Linked DNA regions of Rattus norvegicus: region 1 is linked to region 2. The links are chromatin contacts, called in public Hi-C maps. All regions are on one chromosome and are shown on one strand. Each heading gives the region's core, a stretch centred on a gene start, on an enhancer-like site or on the middle of the called end of the contact. The rest is flanking DNA. Distances are from core to core; before and after follow the strand shown. Region 1 has its middle 290 kb from the start of Taf5l2. Region 2 holds the start of LOC103690826 (a long non-coding RNA gene).

Region 1 (5,231 bases), core at 1,037-3,536, 340 kb before region 2:
CACACACTCTACTTGTTATCATTGTCACCATCCTCCAGTTTATCATGGACAATGATATTCTGCATAAAAAGATGCCAATCTCTTGCTCAAAATGTTCCAATGAAGCAGAATTGCATTAACTAGCCATATGTATTTATCATGCCACAAAATTTTGATTTATTCCTGAATATCATGCCCTAAGTTTTTATCAACATAAACCATTTATTTTTTTCCACGAGAGGCCTGAATTGCATGCCTCAATATTTGTTTAAGCCAAGGTATTGTCTTTTATATTTATAATTGGAGTTTAAATCCTAACCACATCATTTAGCAGTTGGTTAACCTTCATTAAGGACATAGAATTAGTGGCCATTGGTTTATTCCCTATTTTTTTGTGCTAATGAAATAAAATGATAGTTGCAGTACTAAAAATAAAAACCTATATAATGCTAAGAAACAATGGGGAGTGTTGTGTTTTATTCCACAAATATTCATTTAGCACCCACTATTGACAAGCATTAGTACTGCAACTGTTCGCTTTCCAAATGAGCATTAGACACATACTTACAAAGCAGAACAAATTTGCACTCACTGAGTTACATAAACAAAAACAACTGAGAAGATTCAAACTCACATAAGTTAGTTATTTAGAAGGAAAAGTAAAACAACACTTGCTTATAGGTTGACGGTCAGTTTCAACTTAAAAGCACCCACCTGTAGATCCTATACCTTCATTGGTGCATTTGTGGACATTAAAATGAGTACACATCAATAACTTAGATAAGGGGATTCTGAAAATTCATGAAAATCATAGTGGAATCTTTTATTCCTCAGATGATTTTACGAACTGAGTTGCTTTAACTAATCCCAAGTGTTGAATCTCTCCAGTCCATGCCAGATGGGATGGTCAGGAGCAGATTGCACACACAAGCTTGCAAGAGAACATGGCTCTATAAATATAGCTTTGCTCTACGGTGGCTGCAGCTCTCCTTTGTATAGGAGAAGACCTTGCTGAAAAGAGCGTTGTTGTTTTCTTTCACTAATCATCAGTACAAAAGAGCATACCAAATGCACGTTTTCTCTAGTACTAACAGACTTGCTATGCTGGTACCCCAAAACTGAATTATTGAATTCCAGGGAATTGGGGGAGTGGGTAGACAAAAGATACCCAGTGAACAAACTGTTTCTCTCTCCCTTACCCCTCTTTTTGAAAAAAATCCAAAATAGAAATTTCAAAGCTTAAAAAACTTCGAGGCAATTTAATTTAAGTTGCTTCCCATGACTTTAAACACTGAATATTCACACCTACGTCAGTACTACATTGAGAACCTCCTACTCAGAGACTGTATTTAGGAAAGGAAGGATGCTGTGGTCTGAAAGGAGGACTAGATTTGAGGGATCTTAAGTTCTGAGAATTCTTTAGTACGACTCCAAAGTTTAGCATATTTTATCCTTTCTCCTCCATGGTGAGTCTGGGCAATATTCTCATAGAGCCTCTCCTTAGGAATAATTATGGGAGATAAAAAAATAATTACAAGATAAAATAGAATTTCTTAGAATCAATTTGATGGCTTACATATATTCTGATTCAAACAATTGTGTTGTTCCTAAGAATCTGGATGTACCTTGAGTGAGTTTCAACTCCAGGGTTCTCCTGACAGAACCCCCAAGAACTGATGAGAACAACACAACATATGTAATAGAATTTGTGCCACTATTAGATTTTAATGTATAAGGCAGATTTCCAGATCATCTCTCTTTTGAGAAAATAAATTTTAGTTTTAGTGTTTAAGCCATAAATGGCCAAATTGCATATCTGGTCTATTACTTCCCACCCCACCATTTTCATGTTTTTTAGCTTAAGCCAAGCCAGGTGAGTAGGCGTCATCCAAGATAAAATCTTGCTGACTTTTTTATCCTCCAAAGAAAAGCTAGCGAACAGGAGGTAATAAATGCTATGCTTCCTACTCAGACTCTGTCACATAAGATGTCAGTTCTTTATTTTAATTATATTCCTTGCCAGCTCAAAGAAGCAAATAATTTTGCTGCATATTATCCTACCTTTGTTAGAGTTCTTCACAAGCAACAGTGGAAGGTTTGTTGTGCCAGAGTTGGTCTTAATATCCAGTTCCCAGCCATTCTCAAGTATCCTGAGGAAAAAAACAGTTTATTCATTGTCAAAAAGCAGAAGCAGACCAAATAATTACTGAAATGCCACTATATTTGAAACATAAAATCCTCTCTGAAGCAATGGAGCAATAAACAGAGTTTAAAATGTTACTTTAAAGAAATAACCCCCCACACACTACAGTTGAGTAGTGGTATTGATCAAAGGGGTGATCAAATACAAGCATCATCAAGAAGATGGGATAGAGGGCAAACTAAGGGTCCCTCTTACTTGGAGATAGGAGACAAGGTTATAGAATCAGGATTCTATTTATGTGATTGACACAGAGACCACTGATGGAATGGTGATAGAAAACTTCAGAGAAGGGAAGGAGAATATTCAAGGAAAAGATACACTGTAAATACCACCACCACAGCAGCAACTGAAATGAAATCCCTACAGAAACCCCTAGGAATCAATACAAAATATATACTTCATGGTTATCCCATTTTATGGGGGATAATTCTTTGGAAATAGATACCCAAATTCTGGCAGCCACTGGCTTAGGGCTACTGATGTGAACGTAAAGGGTTTATTTCACTGCTATTTGCCATCTGCTTTTACAGTTTCAAAAAAAATGTCCTCATGTCCAGAAATACAGATACCGGCATCTAGAAGGAAGCTGGAACTGGACGGAGTCAAAGAAGAGCAAACAGCATACTATTATCGTCTTCTATGCATCTTCTTTGTACTGATTTGGGCTTTTCTGAGTGAAAAGGTTGTATTGGTCTCTGATTACAGAAGTTCTAATTACAGTTGGAAGAAGTAGCAAAGAAAGACACAGGATGAAAACAAAGTCAATATATAAAGGAGGGAAAAACGATCCACTTGTCCTCTTCTTTCCTTATCGGTACCAGCCACTTGCCTTTGCTCAGGTGAGACACCTTTGCCTTACATGCTAAAAGTCAAGGTTTTGGTCTTTTGTTGATTTACCTGTGGAGAGATGCAAAACATGGATTTTTACCTTAAAACAAGGATGATCTGAGTCTTTCCCAATATGTTATGTAGGTTACAATTACCAGCAAACAAAAACACATGCATATATTTATTGAGGGTTTTAATTTTTCTTTATTTTTGAAAATTTCACACTGTAATATGATCACATACATGAAATATGACCATAGCTACACTTCATTTCTTTCTTCCAATCCCCCCCCCATTTCATGCTCAACACACTTCCATCCCAACTTCATATTTTCTGATAAACCACTAAGTCTGGTTAGTGCTTGGGTGTGGAACATCCACTGGAGCAAGGGAATCCAACAGGTGACTACATACTCAAAGAAGAATGATGCCTTCCAACAACTATCCACTCATAACAGCTTCTACACTGAGTGCAGTTGGAAACTGTCTACCCTAACTATATTGGGAGTTTGGCTGAATTGATCTTGTGTAGGTCTTGTCTACTATGCTGGGAGTGTGGTTGGCTCGATCACAAGTAGGTCTTGTGTAAATAACTCCAGCTACTGTGAGTTCATGAGTGCAATAGTCATTCTTTAACCACAAGACAACACTTCATAGCATTCCTCCCCATCCTTTAGCTCTTATAATCATTTCACCTCCTCTTCAATGTTCCCTGAACCTTAGTGATAGTAGGGCTAATCTAGTCATTCCATTTAGAGCTGAGAATTCAGTCTTTTATTCACAGTGCTTTAACTGGTTATGTTTCTCTGCACTGATTGTTGCCTCACAGTAAAAAGAAGCTTCTTTGATCAAGGTTGAGAGCAGACCAGGTCTATGTATATAAATATAAATACTTAGAGAGATGCTTGACAGTACAACTTAGCAAAATGATAATAGCTTTATTGTCATTATACCATATGCTCTTATATGCCATTGTACCACATATCATATGTTATACCACTGTATTATAGGACCATAACATCCACAGCCATGGACTTTTACTAGGATTACAGTACCAGGCATAAAATACCTTCCTGTGAAGCAAATCAGAAAGCTATTGGTTGCCTCATCAGAGTAAAGCCAGTGTTGATCACATTGGTGAATCTTGCCTGGCAGGTCAGCATTGAAATATGCAAGGCCTATTTCTGAATAAGATTACTATGGTGTGTTTCCTCCTTCAACAGCCTGTATAGTACCTTACACTATTATGAAAACAAGTCACAAGGAGGTCGTTTCTCAGCTCACTTGAGATCAATTTTTCTCTGCCCCATAGAGAAAGTGTGTGGCATATCCAGCAACTGAGTCTTATCATGTAGTTATTGTGTAAGTAAAAAATGGCAATGGTGATAATTTTTAGTTGGGGAGCATCTAGTACATCCATGACAATAACTTTAGAGAGGTATTTAATGCCTGGCACTGTGAGTTTCATTCAATACCCTGTCTTCTGGGTATATCATCGTCCACCCACACAGTACAATTACATTTCAATTCTTCATTATTTTTTACGTCTTGACTACACGTATGTCTGTGCACCATATTCATGCCTGTTGGCTGAAAGGTCACAGGAAAGCTTTGCATACTTTGTGACTGGGGTTATATATGGTTGTGAAGCACCGTGTGGGTGCTAGAAATTGGACCTGTGTCCATGAGAAGAGCAGCCAGTGCTCTTAACTGATGAGCCCTTTCGCTAGACTCTCAACTAATTTCAAGCTGTATTTTGAAATTAGCTTACTAGGTAATGGATTTCTGTAAAGTGTTTCATGGATTCTTAGTTTTCATTAGCTCACCCAATAACTCCTGGTTTTTTTTTTTTTTTTTCTGTTCTCATCCTCACTTAACCGTCTGTTATTTCCTTGCTTTTGCATGTGCCTTTCTATCTCTTCAGTTTGAAAAGATTCATTTGATTTTTAATGGGGAGAAAGCAGGAATTTGCACATGAGGTCCCTGCAGAGGTCAGAGGCATTGAATACTCCAGGGGCTGGAGTTTCAGGCACATGAAGGCTACCATGTATTGATGCTGGGAACTGAACGCTGGTCCTTTGCTTTTAAATGATGAGCAAATTTTCCAAATACTATTTTTATTTTAAGTTGGGTTGTGAGTCAGCCAAAGTGCCTCATTTCGTATCCCCTTCCTTTGAGTTAGTCCTCGAATCACCCTGTTTCCCCCAGATTCCCACACCAT
Region 2 (5,126 bases), core at 1,891-4,390:
GTTGAAAGCCGTTTTGTTGTGTCGAGAGAAGCATTAAATGTCATACACTGAATTTCCCCGGATTATGAGCTAACCATATCCCTCAGTCAGAGACGTATTCAGGCAGTCGCAGGTGTTTAAAGAAAGCGTCGTGCAGCAATTTAAACTGCGCCCTGGAGGCCGCGAGCAGGGCACCCGGACTTTCTTTGCATATGCATATGGTCAGAGGGCTAAAAACAGAAAGCCCCGCCCCTGGGGTGCATGTGTTCAATCAGGCTGCTTCACCCTGTGGGCTAAGTTTAGCGGAGCTGCCTGGTGTTGGTGTTGCCTCTCACTGGTTTTTGTCAGTAGGTCTCTTTTCTCCCTCCAGCTGAGCAACACGAACTAAAAAGACATAGAAAGGTCACCCAGCAAATAAAAGGCAGATCTATGATCTAAACCTAAGCCTACGTTTCTGTTGCTGTTGTTATTTTGATCATTTTTCAGTCATGTTTTGTTTTCTCTTGCCTGGACAATGAAAGGTTCCTTACACTGCCCCTGTAGGCTGAGAAGCTATGCCAACAACCACAGAATTTCACCTTTATGAGATTATTTTCCAAGACTGGATAGTGTCTCTGGGGGAAAAAAAATCCCCCTCCAGATTTTTGAAATTCTGAAGTTCCTCAATTAGGAAACATGTCACCAAACGAGCTAAATGTTGTATTGGTCTTCGAGGTTTAAAAAAAAAATGAACCCTTTCTAATCAACTGCGTGGATTGGATCTTTTAGCAGTGATGACGAGCATTAACAGTACTAACAGTACTGAAGAGTTTCTGTATCCCACATCAAATCACCTCAGTCTTTCTCAACATAACCCTAAGAGATGCATCTTAGGAACCAAAAGTTCTGCTGGGGACAGAGTAGCACAGGCCTATAATCACAGCATTCCAGAGGTAGAGGCAGGAAGACCACCCTGAGCTACTCAGCAAAACCCTCTCCCCCCACACCCCACCCAAAAGAAAAGAAGCAAAATGAAAGAGGAAAAGAAAATTGAAAGCGTTTCCATACCACACAGTACCTATCTAGGATTCCCCAGAGAGAATTACTCAGACAATAATTGCTATAAAAACACTAAGGAAATTATTGTTAAATAGTGACCCTGTTTTCAGAAATGTGAAATGCGAAGTACTTTGGGGATTTTTGAAATATCATAATATCCTGAACAATGTTTTCTTGGTTGTCGAATGTTGCTGTGTTCTTGGAAAGAAGTCAAATAAACAATGTCATCTACATTTATTCTTGAAAGAAGGGTAACTTGTTAGATTGGAAGGCACTGTGTCATCATTTGCAGCTTGTGAAACTGAAGACCAGGAAGGGAAGGAATTCAAGAATACTCAGCCCGCTAAATCCGCCGGGATTCGAGCCAGATGTCCTGGGACTTCAGGTCCTTTTCCACTCGCCCCATCAAGTTGTATCTTTCCATCTTTCCATTCAAACCTTAGACCATTGCAAATGGTCACAGCCCCTAGCACTAATGCAGATTTGGACCCGTTCTAATGCCCCACCATTCTAACAGTTGTCAGAAACATTTGTCTCAGAAACATTTAAGATGGTGTTATAATAGGTTTTTCCTTTTAAAAAAAAATGTCTTTTCTGCGAAAGAAGCAATAAGCCTAAGCTTCAGGCTTTTGTGCCTCATCATTCATTATATAATACGTGTCTGGGACTGCAAATCGCTGGCAGAAGGACAAAGCTCGGGGGAAGAAAGGGTGGGTGCGAATCTTTTGTGATTTCTTGAGTAACGGGAGGCGATTTGTCATTTTAGGAAAACTGGAGCCTGTGTTCTCCCTCAGATCCAGCCATGCACGATCCAGCCTGTTTGACTCTATTGAAAACTTGTGGTTTCTGAGCCCTTCCCTGAATCGGGGGTAGAACACACGGGTAGCAGACAGACCTGTTTTTCTCTCTTCCCTTTTCCCCAAGTAAGAGAAGAAGCTAATAATAAATCAAAGTTCTAGAACTTGAATTTGAACTGAAAATACCTCAGAATAAAACCTGTTTCTTCCATCCCGCAAATCAGCCAGAGCAGAGACTACATGCATTTTCTGTGAACGCTCGCCCCCTGCTGGCCAATTTTGATGGTGACTGGCTCTTGGGAGAAGTAAACAAAATTACCATACCAGAAAGAATATTTCGCGACCGGGAGAAGATTTACAGAGAACTCATTAATGTAACTTTTTAGCCTTAAAGTTAGCGGTTATGGAGAACCCACATGGACTTGTTTTTAATTCTCATGGAGACTCTCACAAGAGAAATTCTTGGGAAGCTCTCCACATACCTTGCTGCTGAACATATTTATAGAAATGTGAAAATAAAACGACTCTCAAAGGATAACAGTGTAAAAAACTTTGGCTACTTATGTTAAACTCCTACCAAAACAGCCTACAGTCCCCTCAACTTGGGACGACGAATAAAAAGAATTCCAGAGCAAATAAAGTTACTTGGAGGGACAGGGTCTCGTGGCATAGTCCAGGTTGACCTGAAATTCACTATATAACCCAAGCTGGCTGCACACTACCACCAATCCTCCTGCCTCAACCTCTTGAGTGCTAGGATTACAGGCTTGGGGTACTGTATGTGGCTTGAGAGGTGCTTTAAAAGTATTTTGATTCGAAATCAATGAGATGCGTTGTTTAAATACGGTACACCTGAAACTCTTAGCTGCCTATGTTTTGCCTCCTTGTAAAAAGTCCTGGCACGTGCTGCCCATCTTTACTTAAGTACTTCGTTTGAAAGGTCAGCCAGTTCTATTAGAAATTCTGCTCAGCTTGATTTCAGCCTCTGTCTCCTGCTCTCATTTGATAAGGAATGCATGTAAATGATCTATGGTTAGCTTCTGGTGGCGACTGTTTTTCCTCCCTAAAGCCCTTCCCGGCTTTTCTTTCTCCCTCTCTGCCACCCACATGCTGCTCTTATTCAGACTACTTCAACTGCCTCCATCACTCATCCACATCGTTCCTGGACTCACTGTGCACCCATGTTTATACCCTTAGTGTGTCTCAATTTAACCCCTTGCTTGCAGCAGAAAGACCAACTCAAGTCTGCTGGCTGAGTCTAGCACGGGGACTGTACACAGGTGTCGCAGTTCCCACCCAGAAACTAATCAGGCTCCCATCAGCAAACAGATCACATTACATAAGGCAGCTGGAAGGCGGCTCAGAGGCTGGGAAGCCAGATCACAAGGCTGCTGCTTCACCCACGTGCTGGAGAATCTTCCTTCAGCCCTTCGGGAGAAGCAAACCCAGACGTCTGTAGTTAACAGCATACATTTTGTGCCTGCCAGCGAGCACACAGGTATAGAATACAATCTGCTATGTCTTACGTCCGTGTACCCCCAAATCAAAATCCTCAGTAGAGACCATGTAGCCTCCAGGGAATGCAGAAACATGCTTTACTTCTTTGAAATTCCTTCAACTCTTTATTAAGCCTCATACTTATCCAGGATTGGCTTTTGTTTTACTGCCTGGGCAGCACACGTTTAGTGACAAATGGCACCAAAGCAGGACAATCCTGTCACACACACACACACACACACACACACACACACACACACACACAAAAGAGTAACCCAAATTCTCCCTTCCTGCTCCTTAGATAAGCCTTCTCACTTGACTTCTCAGTGGAAAGAAAAGAAGGCATGGGGTGAACTGAATTCAGCTGCTGTTACCTGATTCTGACCACACTAGAAGGAGTCTAATTCTCAGGCACAAATTCGGTTTAAGCAGTGAGTGGGCAAGTGGAACCTCCTCCACCTAGAAAGAAATCGTGATAAGGGAGAAATTTTTTTAAAGGTGGGGGAAGAGCCTAGAAACGAAATCCGTTTTCATCGCACGTGATTTGTGCAGATCTTAAGTAGGTCGTTGCACTTCTGCACTTGGACTGTGTTTTGCCTTCAGTGGATGCACATTCAGCTTGAGGCGATGATCAGAGACGTGGTTAAGCAGTGCTTCCAAGGGAAAACATTTTGTTGTTTTCCTACCAAGACAGCAAATGCTTGTTTAGTATGCAAGAAAACTCCTCCCATTTCTGAAATCGAATTTACATTATAAGGTCTTTTGTTAGATGGTTAAGATTGCACTGCAGGGTAGAAAGGACGCTGGGGGAATTTTAAGAGAGAAAGAGGGAGGAAAAAGAAAGCACGAGGTACAGAAGGGTGGGAGGTAGAAAGGAAGGGGGAGTGTAGGGCGAAAGGGTCCAGGAATGCTTAAGCACAGTAAAGAAAGAAAAGGGAGTGTGGATCCATTGTTCACAATAGAGGGGCTAGCAATTCAAACTAGCAATTTCAGGAGCCAGGAGGGCATCTAGATTAGGGACATTCCAGCTGTGTGCAGCCCCGACCCCACTGGGGATATCTGCTGACAAGAATGTAATGGAAAGTGTAGCTGCTCTGAGAATCACCAGAGAGAGAGAGGCTGTGGACTCTGGTGGGGAAAAGGATTTTTCTCAAAAGAGAAAGAAGTGGACCCAGTCATTCTAAATGAAAGATGCCAAGTGTATATACGAAGATGGACTATAAAAACTCCCCCAAAGGGACATTAAACACTGTAATTACGTCATTGTCTATAAACCTGCAGCCGACTCCCATCTCAAACAACATAAGAAAACAAGTCTTCATGAATTATTCAGAGGCTCCTTCTGTGACAGTCACACATTGTACAACTAAGGTCCCACAGCTCTTCTTCAAGGAGCCTTTGGAACTATTTCTTACATAAGTGTGGGATGGTAGCAGCTGGCTTTAGGTTCAGTGACAATCCTGTCAGCCTATTGGACTAATAATTTCGAAAATCTTTAGCAACAACTTTGTAACAGTTAATGCTGAATTGTGTTCAATGTGCAATATTCTGAACCTCTTGGTCAGTTGCCTTTGCTGTCGCTGCCACTGTAAATGTTAATGATAGTAATATTTTGTTGGTGCCATGAGGTTGTATAATAAAGAAGACAAAAGGAAATACTGTGTGCTCCCTACGGGGCTGAGAGTTGATTTTTATTAAAGCTTTGCTGCCATCTAGTGATGCATTTGAGGAACTGCCGGATTTAGACAAAAGTCATTTTAAAATACCAGTGCAACTGTTGGGAGGGCTAGCAACCAAAATACTAAAGCTACAATG

What was found. A called contact is a pair of places that touch in the nucleus more often than the background predicts.
Region 1: a contact with region 2 is called in a Hi-C map of the A7r5 cell line, with 7 times the contacts expected there. The contact joins two enhancer-like sites. A contact is called at or near these places in 4 of 12 Hi-C or Micro-C datasets (the A7r5 cell line, the Rat2 cell line, Schwann cells and 1 more).

The regions. Positions count from the first base shown.
Region 1 is chrX:40,129,981-40,135,211 of GRCr8, reverse strand. No RefSeq gene overlaps it. Among named protein-coding and RNA genes, the nearest start is that of Taf5l2, 290 kb to the right of the region's middle. Within about 2 kb of position 2,286, at least 5 of the 93 cell types and tissues checked have an H3K27ac peak or open chromatin away from gene starts, as enhancers often do.
Region 2 is chrX:39,795,710-39,800,835 of GRCr8, reverse strand. LOC103690826 (a long non-coding RNA gene) reads right to left here and starts at 180. Exons shown (of 2, transcript XR_597597.2): 1 at 75-180. Within about 2 kb of position 3,140, at least 11 of the 93 cell types and tissues checked have an H3K27ac peak or open chromatin away from gene starts, as enhancers often do.